4 separate regions of the Mus musculus genome follow, and regions 1, 2 and 4 are each linked to region 3. The links are chromatin contacts, called in public HiChIP or PLAC-seq and promoter capture Hi-C maps. All regions are on one chromosome and are shown on one strand. The core of a region is the stretch at or near the end of the contact, and the rest is flanking DNA. Distances in the headings are between cores, read along the strand shown. Region 1 overlaps Ica1 (islet cell autoantigen 1). Region 2 overlaps Umad1 (UMAP1-MVP12 associated (UMA) domain containing 1). Region 3 holds the start of Asns (asparagine synthetase). Region 4 holds the start of Dlx6os1 (distal-less homeobox 6, opposite strand 1).

Evidence for each region. Promoter capture Hi-C pulls out the DNA fragments that hold promoters and counts their contacts. HiChIP or PLAC-seq counts read pairs in DNA pulled down with a chosen protein or histone mark.
Region 1: an H3K27ac HiChIP or PLAC-seq map of embryonic stem cells shows a contact between it and region 3, with 3 times the contacts expected there. The contact joins the enhancer-like site here to the promoter of Asns in region 3. A contact is called at or near these places in 3 of 39 promoter capture datasets (the 3T3-L1 cell line, 3T3-L1-derived adipocytes and liver), 3 of 115 datasets of contacts at active chromatin or transcription factors (embryonic limb bud, embryonic stem cells and extraembryonic endoderm stem cells) and 1 of 9 other capture datasets (adipose tissue).
Region 2: a promoter capture Hi-C map of liver shows a contact between it and region 3, with 2.6 times the contacts expected there. The contact joins the enhancer-like site here to the promoter of Asns in region 3. A contact is called at or near these places in 7 of 39 promoter capture datasets (the 3T3-L1 cell line, 3T3-L1-derived adipocytes, cranial neural crest and 4 more), 1 of 115 datasets of contacts at active chromatin or transcription factors (large pre-B cells) and 1 of 9 other capture datasets (liver).
Region 4: an H3K4me3 HiChIP or PLAC-seq map of embryonic stem cells shows a contact between it and region 3, with 6 times the contacts expected there. The contact joins the promoter of Dlx6os1 here to the promoter of Asns in region 3. A contact is called at or near these places in 2 of 39 promoter capture datasets (both in embryonic stem cells) and 3 of 115 datasets of contacts at active chromatin or transcription factors (embryonic stem cells, extraembryonic endoderm stem cells and pancreatic cancer cells).

What each region holds. Positions count from the first base shown.
Region 1 is chr6:8,660,384-8,663,434 of GRCm38.p6, forward strand. The region is part of intron 8 of Ica1 (islet cell autoantigen 1); the gene reads right to left. Among named protein-coding and RNA genes, the nearest start is that of Gm35621, 39 kb to the left of the region's middle. Within about 2 kb of position 1,383, at least 27 of the 459 cell types and tissues checked have an H3K27ac peak or open chromatin away from gene starts, as enhancers often do. A contact at or near this core is called in embryonic stem cells, where this site is marked.
Region 2 is chr6:8,269,995-8,272,835 of GRCm38.p6, forward strand. Umad1 (UMAP1-MVP12 associated (UMA) domain containing 1) reads left to right here. Exons shown (of 4, transcript NM_001302354.1): 2 at 479-587. The coding sequence starts at 506. Among named protein-coding and RNA genes, the nearest start is that of Umad1, 12 kb to the left of the region's middle. Within about 2 kb of position 1,272, at least 11 of the 459 cell types and tissues checked have an H3K27ac peak or open chromatin away from gene starts, as enhancers often do. A contact at or near this core is called in liver, where this site is marked.
Region 3 is chr6:7,691,630-7,694,638 of GRCm38.p6, forward strand. It overlaps Asns (asparagine synthetase), which reads right to left and starts at 1,580. Exons shown (of 12, transcript NM_012055.4): 1 at 1,480-1,580.
Region 4 is chr6:6,870,118-6,873,213 of GRCm38.p6, forward strand. It overlaps Dlx6os1 (distal-less homeobox 6, opposite strand 1), which reads right to left and starts at 1,510. Exons shown (of 2, transcript NR_155496.1): 1 at 1,372-1,510.

The DNA of each region.
Region 1 (3,051 bases), core at 133-2,632, 970 kb after region 3:
AAAAAAATTTCATGTATACAAATACACTGTAGCTATCTTCAGACACACCAGAGGAGGGCACTGGGTCTCATTAGAGATGGTTGTGAGGCAGCAAGCTGGCTTGAACTGGTGGCTTGAACTCAGGACCTCTGAAAGAGCAGTCAGTGCTCTTATTCACTGAGCCATCTCTCCAGTCCCTTTTAAGATTGATTTATTTTTTATTTATTACTATTTTTTAATGACTCCCTGTCTCTGGATGTTAAATTGGTACCTTCATTTGAAAAATATTTTTTGGAGTGTCTACCATGTGTAAGATGGTGTTTGGGATATTTTGGATGTCAGTCAAAAGAAAAATTATCAGTAAGTGAGATGCCTGGGCAGATCATTTAAACAAGGAGACAAGACGATGAGATCGTTATTTCAGTGAATGTGATGTCCTCTCGCAGAGATGGCACTTCAACTGAGAGTAAATGACATGAAGGAACCAGCCACCACGTACAGCTCACTGAGAAGCTTGAGTAAGAAGGCCCAAAGGTAAGAATACCTCAGCCTGTGTGGAGAAGTCACTGGGGCCGTGCTGTGACTGGCAAGAATGGATGTCTTAGGAGACCCCCATAATGTGGCCAGCAGTGTCTCCCAGGGGAGAGCATTTGCTGTGGCATTGGCCATCTCGCCTCCTTTGTGCTGTCTCTCTATGCATGACAACTACACACAGCACAGGATCATTGTGTGCTGCGGCCTGGACTGTGAGGGGAAAATGCTACAATGGACAGGGTGAGAGTAAATGCGACAGTGGATGCAGATTGTGTTCTAGAAAGTTTTGTCGTACATACATACATACATACATACATACAAAAATAATCCAGTAAAAGTAGTGTGAGCAAATGTGTGTGTGAGCATGTGTGTGTGTGTCACACGTGTGTGAGTGTGTGTATGTGCGTTAGAGTTGTGTAACCACAAACGGGAGCTCATCAGATGTCAAGGACATACTCTCTTCCATACATTTGCCAATCACGGCATCTCTCTCTTTCTGTCTCTCAGCAGCTGTATTCTCCCTAGAATGGTTCAGTTCTGATTAGAGTGAAGGCTGGAGTATTTTCAGCCAATGCTCCCAGGACTCACTTTTAGATCCCGTGACACTTGTCCAGGCCTCCTGGTTCGCTCAATTATCTCCTCATTGTGTTTCCTTTTTGTCAATCAACATTGGGCAGGCCATGGACATGTCTGCTTCAGTGAGCTGCGTCTAGCTGCCACAGCCCCTGTCTAAACCCCCAAGATGCCCTTGACAGTTCCATGGCTATCATCCCTCCTGTCTCCAGCCAACCTCCCGTCCTGACCACACTGGAGCAGCCCTCAGACAATCCCTTTGTAATGTAAACCATTCCTTGTCTCTTTTCAAGCCTTTCCCCTGTTGGGCCATTAGCAGGGACTCAATTGTTGGCTCCCTGTCACCACAGTCACACTTAAGACACTATTGTGCGTTCCCAACAGAATGGCTGCAGTTCCAATTGCTACTTTAATTTACTATTAATAATTCCTGTGACAATGCTCTTCTCGTCCTACATTACTATTGTGCCTATAATTTTGCTTTTGAAGCCTGGCAAATGCTAAAATTCATACTTGTTGGTTACAAAAATTAATGTAATGCTCATCATTAACAATTACATCTATTCAACTAAGCAATGTAAAGGCTCAGAGGAAAGTGATGAAAAGGCATAGAACACCAGAAGGAAAATTAATGTAAACACATCAGCTTGTTTATTCACTTTGAGAATTTTGAATGAAGGAAAACATTGTATTCACACACATACCTGCTTACCTGAAATACAATCCACACGCCACAGGATTCAAACACTCTAAAGCTGTAAGTCAAAGATTTATAACATATCCACAGAGTTATACACGCATCAGAACAATCGATTTTTGAACACTGACAGTGGGCTTGCTAACATAAGACTTGGAGATCAAACAAAGCACAAATCAAAAAGGTGAAAAAGAACCACGAAAGAAGCTTGTTTCTGACGAAAGACGGCACGCACTGAAGGGAGCCTCTAACGGAAAGACTGAAAGCTCACATCCTAAGCCCACCTGAAATTTAGTTTATTGTGTGATTGTCCAAAGTATGCCATTCTGTGGAATAGAGAATAATTTCCTGCCTCAAACAAGGCCAGTGGGGAGGGAGTAGACAGTTGGGCTTGCTAAGGGTTAGGGATGCTAGAAATGAATTTTTCTGATTATTTCGAAGTGCCAGAACCCAGTTAAAAAACCACTTGCCCCTAACAGTTCCTGCAGAAGTGACAGCATTTTTTGAGTGACAGGAATCCATGTTCTGGCAAAATGAACGAGAAAGGTCTGGGGGCTGCATATGAAGAGCTAGCCATCAGATAGAACCACTGCCAGCTGCTGGCCTACCGAGGCCACATTTGAACCCATGGCCAGAAAAGAAAACTCTAAAACCCGTGCTTCTAAGACTCATCCCAGTGAGCCCTTCCCGCAAACTGTCTGTGGGCATCACTGCCTCTCAGCAGTGGCCAGCATCCCTCCACTGACTGAAAGCAACTTTGTGGATGAAAGGGTGTCTGCAGACCGAGTAACCTGTCCCTGGCCAGGCTGCAGCAACAGGCTAATAGCTTCCATCAATGCACAAATGGCTTCAGGAAGCACACACACACAATATAGAAGATCAGCGTGACAAAGAAAATGTGCAGACCCGGCTCGCAGAAAAAAAAAAAAAAAAACTGCCTTAAAAAGGAAACAGCTTAATATAATAAAGGGAATTACTACTTCCTGTATTAGGAAAATAAAGGAGGCAGCAACATGCATCTGAAAGAAAGCAAAACTACTCAAGAAAACAAATTCCTCAGACAAAGGGCCAGCAGCCAGTTCTAAGAACCCAGACTGTGGCCCACCTTACACAACTGGGTAACATTTCCTGTCGTCCTTAATTAGACACTTCATTTTCTTACTCTACTCTCCATTAATTACACTGTACGCACACAGAGGTGCCAAACAGTTGTCAGGAAAAGGAAACAAAAGCACTTAAAATAGTTTTGCATGGTCAAAAGATGCTGC
Region 2 (2,841 bases), core at 22-2,521, 580 kb after region 3:
ATAGTGTATATGGGTACAGTACATTGCCTGAAGCAGGTAAGGGGGTAAAGGCTGTCTGCAGCTCCTTCCTTCCTTCTTTCCTTCTTTCCTTTTCTTTGTAAGTGGTTTTAGCTTTATGAAGTTTCAGCTAGATATGCAGAAAAGAAACCTAGGCAAGCCCCCCCCCCCCAAACTAATGTTTCTTCTGTGGTTTGTGAAGGTATTATCAATTGATTTCAGTCTTTCATGGAGTGCTTTCCTGAATCGTTAGAAACCGAAAGAGGTTGCAGACTTTTAGGGCACAGATTTTAGACTGGAAACAGATCTATCTTGCTTTAGACCTTCTATCTTTTGCTATGTAGAGAAAGGTTGATGCTTTTCAGTCTGGCCGTAGAATCCTTGGAGTCCTTATTGTGCTACCTTTATGACAGCTCCTTACTGAGAAGAGCAGGACTATCTGTTCCATCTGAGCTGACCTCATTCCGAATATCTGTTTCAGATAGCAGCAGCAGCGGCGGCGGCGGCTATGTTTCACTTCTTCCGAAAGCCTGCAGAATCCAAAAAGCCCTCTGGGCCGGAACCGGAAGCAGATGGATTTGTCCTCTTAGGTGAGTCCTTAAGAAACAAAATCCTAACTCGGTGAATCGTTTTAAAAATTAGTTGGTAATGATACGAATGGATTGTAAACTGTCTTCTAATTTCAGAGTCAGATGTATGAGACAGTGTCTCTGTTGCAATGTCAGGAGTGTGCGCCTGACAGCCCGCAAGGCTCTGCCAGCCTCAGCGAGTTTCTCGGTAGGGTTTTGTTGCTTTCTCCCTTCACAACAAAACTTCAGAAACCTTTAGACCTCTTGGAAACTATTGCCTTCTGGAGTTTGAGCAATATACGCTTCTCACAGGACTTTATTTCAGCTAAGTTTGGTTTTTCCAACCACTGTTCTATGTTTCTATTTTAAAAATATCTATAAAGGTAAGAATTATACAAAGAACTTTGATAAGTATTTTTTTTTTTTTGGTCTGAGCACATTTAGAAATAGCATTATTCTCTTTCACCATGCACTCATTGAAAGAACATGACAGTGGCTCTCTGCAGTGTTGAGGTCACACAGTTTCTAGAGCTGCTTATTTATGTATCTTCCTACATCTGTCCCTTCAGTTGCCAGCATGGGACATTAGGGGCAAGCTCCATCCATGGGTGATGTGGCGCTCCTTTTTGTGCAGTCTCTGCTGTCATGTAGCCTTGACCAGATGTCTCCCTGTTTACCTTACAGCTGCCCTAGTAGGTATGTACTTTGCACCTGCCTTTGCAGGGAAAGTCCATCTGGTACGGCCTGCCTTTCCTGTCTTAGCAAGACTAGCATTAGAAGTATCTTTGACTGAGACTCAGAAGTCTCACAGGCTTCCAGATTTGCTATTTCATGAGGGAATTTCCAAGACTTTAATTACTCTAATATGCGGGTACCAGCTGTTCTGCCTTTTCTATCCCCACTCTAATGGTATGTTTTCTCAGAAGCTGACATGCTGTGTTTTGAGCAAGTTTTCCCAGGACCGTGTTGGACTGAGCATGATTGATGTTGTCCCAGGACCGTATGTCTAGAAGTTTGACACTTATGAAGAGGAATCAATTCTGTATAATCCTAGAAAAACAATAAAATGTGTAGTGTAGTTGATCTGACCGTATACTTTGTTCAAATGACCCAGCGGCTATCAGCCTAGGCCTCCATGTTCCTCAGGAGCTGTCAGCTGATTCTGTCTGATTAACTGCGGTTGGTTTTAAATGTAAAGTTTCCATTTCAATAATTTTATTGAAGGAAAAACAACAACAAAAATCTTTGTATACCTGGTGTTCTATGGGCTTTGTAAGGCCTCTTGAGGTTCGGTGCAGTCAGTCAGTGTGGCGTCTGCCCTCGTTTCTCTTTTCATCTGTCACATCGTCTCACGTCTAACTCAGAGGCACTGCACAGGCTTACAGTTAAGTAGCGATCCGAATGCTGACTTCACAGGCAGAGCAGGGTTGACACCCTACTAGGTTTTCCAGTTTTAAGAAGTTGTTTAACAGTCCCAGGTGTTAGTATGGAACTGAATTAATTAATGCACAGAAAATACTTAGAGTATTCTGTAAGTAATGTGGTACTATCACCGTGTACAGAGCACTAATGTTCCAGGTTCTTTGCCGTGCATGAAGCAACTTTGGACTTAACCTGGGCAATCCGGTGCCAGAGCCTATCTTTTTAGCATCTGTACTGTTGCAGTTCTGAAATACTACACTGTCAGCATTTCATTTTTCAAGCTGTTTGTTTAGTTGATATAGAAGAAGAAGCATATGAAGTTGTGACGCACTGTTGACAATATGGCGACTGTAAATAATAATAAAATCCCACACATGTCAGCGAGCTGGAAGAAAGGGTTTCAGTGTTTTCACTGTGTCCTCAGTTTTAACCTAAGCCGTTAGTGATGGTGCAAGGGTCCAGGATTCAATGAAGAATGATATCCCAGACTCAAATAGTATATAAAGGCAAAGAGTAATTTATCCTGCAGAAATCTACCATGCTGGGGTCTCTCAATCCAAGATGGAGACCACAAAGTGAGGGATTTAAAGCACATTAGGGAAATTCTGGAGTAGGTGACCTTTATCTTGCTCCATCTCTAGGGACATTCCAGAACTGAGTGGGGGCTGGAAACTGCTGCTGGGGAAGTCTGGAAACTGCTGCTGACCCACTGTCCTTGCCTCAGGTCAGGTGGTGGGCAGCTTCTGGTAGCTGGGCAGTTTCTGACTAGCTGCCTGAAGCCTGGGTTCTTTTTTTCTAGTAACTGACTTGCCTGGGCTTTCCTGGACTTGCCACGTTCTTAGGCATAGTCTCC
Region 3 (3,009 bases), core at 330-2,829:
TCAATTATGATCACCGAGAACCATTTACCTAGGTCTTAAGGCTCTTTAATGAACTGTCTGGTATGCAAAACATATGCCAGGCACTACATTGAAGTGTAAAGAAAAGTTTAAAATTCTTTCCTTCAGCAGGAGTAAGGAAATTCAAACTCCTTTGTAATCGGACTCAGAGGCCCTCTTGTACCATATTTTCCTCACTGTTGTCTGTAAATTTCCTCCTTTCCTGGTTAACTTCTGCAGCAGTACTGGCCAGTGAGCCATATGTGAAATTTTAATATACTAATAAAGCTCATTAAGAAGACAAGAGAAAACATTAAAACTAATTTTAAACATACCTTAACATGACACACCCTAAATACGACAACCAATACAATATAATCAAAATTAATTATATTTACACTACTTTTCCTAAATTATTAAAACCGGGCTGGAGGGATACTTTAGTGGTTAGAGGCTGCAATCAAACATCAAAACATCAAGCGTTCGGTTTTCATAATCATCGAAATCGACACATTACACTCTTACCACATCTCAGTTCAGACTAGCCAGCATTTCTAGGGGTCAGTCTATGAAAGAGCACAGGCTCCCCGCTGGACAGCGCCGCTTTCGTACACTGAACTGATAGTTCTAAACTCCACTGGATCACCTTAAGACCTCAATAATCAACCCGTGGCCTTGTGCAAGTCTTACTTCAAATGAATATTATAGTACTGACATCAATCAACGAAGAGTTAGCTGTTAAAACCCGTAGGCCACAGGCAACGAAAAATCAAACTCGCCCGTGTATTTTAAAAGTTATCTTATCTGAAACTAGACCTGTGAAATAGCTATCCATAATTAAGAAAAAAAAAAAAAAAAAAAAAAAAGCACGCCAATTCCTTTGCCTTTTCCCGTACTTGGTTGCCTGTCTCCTTAAACAGATTTTTCCCGGCGTGGCTGCGAGTATGGAACTGGAGTGGAGGAAGGGCCTGAGCAGCGAGGTGAGTGAGTGCTCAGAAATCCGGATCCAGACAGACCCAGAGACACTCGCTCTAGAGCTTGGTAGAGCCTCTGTCCTGCTGGAGAGCGAGACCCCTACACTAGCCTGGGGCTCCCAATTACAGCTGGTCTTGTGCAAGCGTCCACCTAGTCCCAGGCAAAACCTTCGGATGGCTGAAATTTCCCAGATCTAGACGTCATACAGTAAAAAAAAATATTTATGGTGTCTAAATGAAGGCCACCTTCGCCTTCTGTCTGGAGCGGCCCTGCCTCCGCGCTGCACTTCGCTCACATGAAAGCTTTCCTGGCAGCTCCGTCCTAGGTGCGCAACAATCGCCCCGCGCCCGCCCCGCCCTGCCTCGCGCTGCACCGCAGCATCGGTCTGGCGCCGGACCCGAGCGCTCCGCATCCGAACTCCCGGGACATGTGCCCGCGCGGACAGCACATCCTCCGGCCTCCCAGGCGAGCAGAGCGCTCCGCGCTGAGCACCCGGCTCCCGCTTACCTGAGCACTAGCGGCCAGGGCCAGAGAAGGTGGAGCAGAGGCAGCGCAGTGACAAGACCGGTTGGAGGCCGCTTCCCACCTTAGAGTCGCCGGGCTTCTGTAACGCGTGCGGGAAGTTTCATCATGTGGCTGGGACCCAACCCGTGCGCAGGGGCGTGGCCCGCAGTGCTGACGAGCGACGCCAGGCGGGGCGGAGGCCAAGGCAAACGTGCATCCTGGGGCCGAGAGCCAGGAGGTGTTCTGCTTCTGTTCCTTAAGGTGCTGTGACACTGCAGGCAGGATAAGCCCAGAGGTCGGGCCGCCAGGTCCAGTGTCCCATCAGCAATAGATCTCCTACTCCTTAATTGTAGTCTTCAGTACTTCCTAACAGAGTGTCTGATATATAGATGTGGATACATAAGTAACATAGGAATACCTAGAAGGACACCACACACAGACACACACACACACAAATAACTACTACTACTGAGCAGCTAAGAAGAACCCCAGGTAATCTCCCTGCAGAGATTAAAAGCACTCTTGAACCAATAGTGCCTACAAATTCATTGTACAATAAAAAGAAATGTTTGTCCTAAGAAACTGTTGTGCCAAGGTTAACTTCTTCACAAAGTCTCCATCAAGTTGATAACATTAAGTTCAAATAGATCAGTGGACCTTGAACATACGGACAAATCCTCTTCCAGAGAGCTGTAGACAGCAGACCAATCCTCTTCCAGAGAGCTGTAGACAGCGGACCAATCCTCTTTCAGAGAGCTGTAGGCAGCGGTCCAAACCTGCACAGCACTGTGGAGATGGAAGCAGGAAGATCAAGAGTCAAGGTCATCCTCTTAAGTAGGGAGTTTGAGGACACAGGGACACACACACACACACACACATGCATGCACGGACACACGCACACCTATATATAAAGATTCTTTTTCAGTACCTCAAAAAAAAAAAAAAAAAAAAAGACCTTCCTCAGCTTGACTAAAAGATTGGTAGTATGCTCTTAGTATTCCCTCGGATAGGGAAAATACACCATGATTTAAAACACACACATACACAATTTTACTGCATTCTTTAATGAATTTATAGTTACTAAACATCAGCACCCAGTAGATTGAGAAACAATGAAACTGTGCTGTGAAATAAACTAAGATCAGATTTTAGGCAGCACTTAGAAAGCCTCTGATCTTGTTGTTCCACAAGGGATGTACTGCACTTGTTTGACCTTGAGAATATCAAATTTTTAAAAAGTCCTTTAAGCTCCTTTAAATACAAATTAAATCTTTTCTTCTCAATAGTTGTTGGAGGGTGAACCCATCTTCTAACTTTTTAACTTATCTTAAGCATATAATCACATAGGGATAGCTAGCCTTTGTTACCTTTAAACTCTTTGTGGCTGCAAAGGGCTTCTTTGAGTTTAATAGTATCTTGAAACAAAGGTACATTGTTTTGTTTTTGACCCATTTACATTTCTAAGGTTAGCTCTTGAAGAATAGCATAGGACGTCCCCACCCAGCCCTTTGGAACAACAGTGAGTTAATTTAT
Region 4 (3,096 bases), core at 260-2,759, 820 kb before region 3:
GCTCCCACTGGATTCCCTGAACTCCAAGGGTTAATAGTTTTTTCTCCTTTAAAATGTATTGACCCCCAAGGAAACTCGTTCCCCGAGGGAGGGATTGGTAGGAGGAGCATGGGTGAAAGGTGTTGCCAGTTGAGGTGTCTATTGCGCCTCCCCATGTTCAAACTCCCTACTAGACTGTAGAGTTTGAGTTCCCAAGCCCTGTTCTGACTATACTAAAGGGCTGGGGTGAGGAGCATAGCTATTGGGTAGGAATATAAGAGAGAGACAACTTCTCCTCCTCTCTAACAAATAAACACCACATTATCTTTGGACACAATTTAGTGCAAAGGTTCTTGCCATGGTAGAAAAGCTTCTCTCGGCAGGGTGGGCAGTCAAAGACATTGTGGGATCCTATACTAAGCACTCTAGCTACTTATAACATTTACAGGGTCAGGGAACAGCGTCATCTAGAGACGGAACAGCACAGCTTGTTGCCAATATCTTCCTCGGTACATAGACTACACTGGTTCCTTGGCTTCATAAGTTGTCGATTCTGTGTCCCAACCAATCATCCCCCTCTAAGCCCAGGATCACAGAATTTGGGCTCAGCAGGCAATAAGCTCCACGGTCTGGATACCTTCCCCTCCCCCACTCCCCACTCCCCTCTGCGCTCTCGCTCTCTCTCTCTCTCTCTCTCTCTCTCTCTCTCTCTCTCTCTCTCTCACACACACACACACACACACACACACACACACACACACACGGACAGGGAGATACAGAGAGACAGAGACTACAGCTCTATGCAAGGCCCTACGGAACAGCCTTGAAGGGTTTCAGATGCCATTTATTCTACAAACTTTCCCCCAGCTGGAGAGAAGATGCCCAAAGGGCTGCAAAGCCCAGAGATTCAGGCACACCTGCTTTTGCTAACATCCATCCCCATAGCTGACTGCAAAGAAGCAAGCCACACAGCCAGCTCTGTTTGATCTCTGATGCCTCAAAACCTAAAATCATGGCCGCATATAAAAACCTCAATGTATTTACTTAAGATCAATTGTAAGTAACAATTTTCAGATAGATTTTTAGCTTGGACTCTCGGGCTCCTTCTACAACTCGCAGAAACCTGGTCCTTTCTTCGTCTCAAGTCACAGACTACACCAAACACATCAGTCGCACGGAAGCAAGACAGGCAAGTCAGGTTCTTAGGGATCCCATTCTCACCAGATCAACTCTTACTGTTAAAGGAAAATAAAAGGTCAGAGCCCAAACCTTGAAACCAAAGTTGCAATTCAAGTAAATCACAACAACATATTGTATATAGCTTGGAGAGTCTGAGAGGAGAAATAAAAACAGTACTTAGAAGTTAGAAGTATGCCAAAAATAAAAACTTACCCCGGTGAATATCTCTTAAGCAATGATCAGGGTCTAGAAATCTATACTGAGCGGAGGGAGGCACAGGAGAGCGTTTCTCTGAGTCTCAGGGCAGAGGCTCTGTCTCTATATTCTTGGTTGAGTGAGCACATCCAGGTGTGAAATTGTTTGCACACCCCAGCACCTCTTATATTGCCAGCAAAATTAGCTGTTATTACTGTCACTGTTTAGTGATGGTTAGCGTGATACAAAAAAAAAAAAAAAAAAAAAAAAAAAAAGCTGCTGTAATCAAGACCTGGCGCATCTTTGCAAATTACAGATAATTGTAAACGTCCAGATTATGATAATAGCATCCTAATCCAGCCTGCAATATAATTATTACAGAGTGTTACATCTGAAACTGTCCAGTAGGGCTAATTCAGCCATTATTTAGACCCTATTTTTTGTACTGCAAATGGGTTGCTGAGTTGAAAATGTACGATTGTAATTTCACAGGGCACTCAATGAGTAATGGTATAGGAAGAGGGAAAGTACAAAAGTGAAATGTGAACAGTAGCGATCAAATCAAACCCTGAAGGACAAAAGACTGTTTGATTCATATGGAAAAAGAAGAGCCAGAATTAAGAAAATAGCAAATCAGCAGTCTGAAGTATTATGTGTCCAAGTCTTCCACCGTGCAGAGCTGGTGCATTCACAGGGCCCCTGCTGCTGCTGCTGCCTCTGCTGCTGCTGCTGCCTCTGCTGCTGCTGCTGCCTGCAGGCTCAAATAGTTTTTTTTTTTCTTTTTTTTTTCTTTTAAAAACTACTCCCGTCTTTCTTCCCTCTACCATAGCATTTTCCTACTCTTAAAGGTGCCCTTCCCCCACAGCCCCTCCCCCACAGCAAAGGATATTTGTCAGTCCCTCCACTCTCTCCACCAAAGCCACCTCAGAATGTGCCTGTCACTTGTTTATAAACATATTCTTATATGAATCTACAATTGCTCTTGTCATCAGAGCCAACTGCCCTGGGTGCTGTAAAGTGTGTCTTCCCTCTATCCCTCTTCTCTTTTACAATAAAGAAGCTCTACTGCGTCCTAGAGGATATTAGCTGAACACGTATTAATTAATGTTAATTAAATATAGCCATCTGGGAAGCTGTTGGTTTGGTTAATATTTTAAATTTCATCATTAACTTTATTAGTGACCCCCCCCCCAATAAACCATTCTGGTTGCTTCTATGTCACAATTCGCCTAACAGGGCAAGGTTCCTGATCATGTTCAAACAGGAAAGGACAGAATGGAAAAGGGAAAGAGAGCTCAAGAGAGATGGGGAGACTCTTTCTGGTCCTGGAGTCAAACTCTCTGAGGATTCTATTACTTGCAGAAATATAAGTCATGCCCTAGCAGAGTCTGGATTAGTTAGCCTAGCCTCTGGATTAGTTCTGGTAGCGACATCCCAGTTAGAGTACATCCCAGTCAGAGATACCTAAACCTTGTATCCCAGGACTTCAGTTTCCCTGTTGAGCACAGAGAATTTCTTCAGCCTCTTTTCCAGTTTCAAAGCCAATTGTGTTGATTTCCCCTCCTCCCAAGGACATCTTACCGACCCACACAAGCTGCCCAACCAAGGCCACCCTGCAGGGTGGCAAGCAGGCTCCCTAGCTCCTGTGAATTTAAGGGCAATAATGAAATGTCCCCTGTTTAGTGACCCCTGTTTATAGATGAAAGTTGAGTCCATATCCCGCACCCCCTTCCACCCACCCTT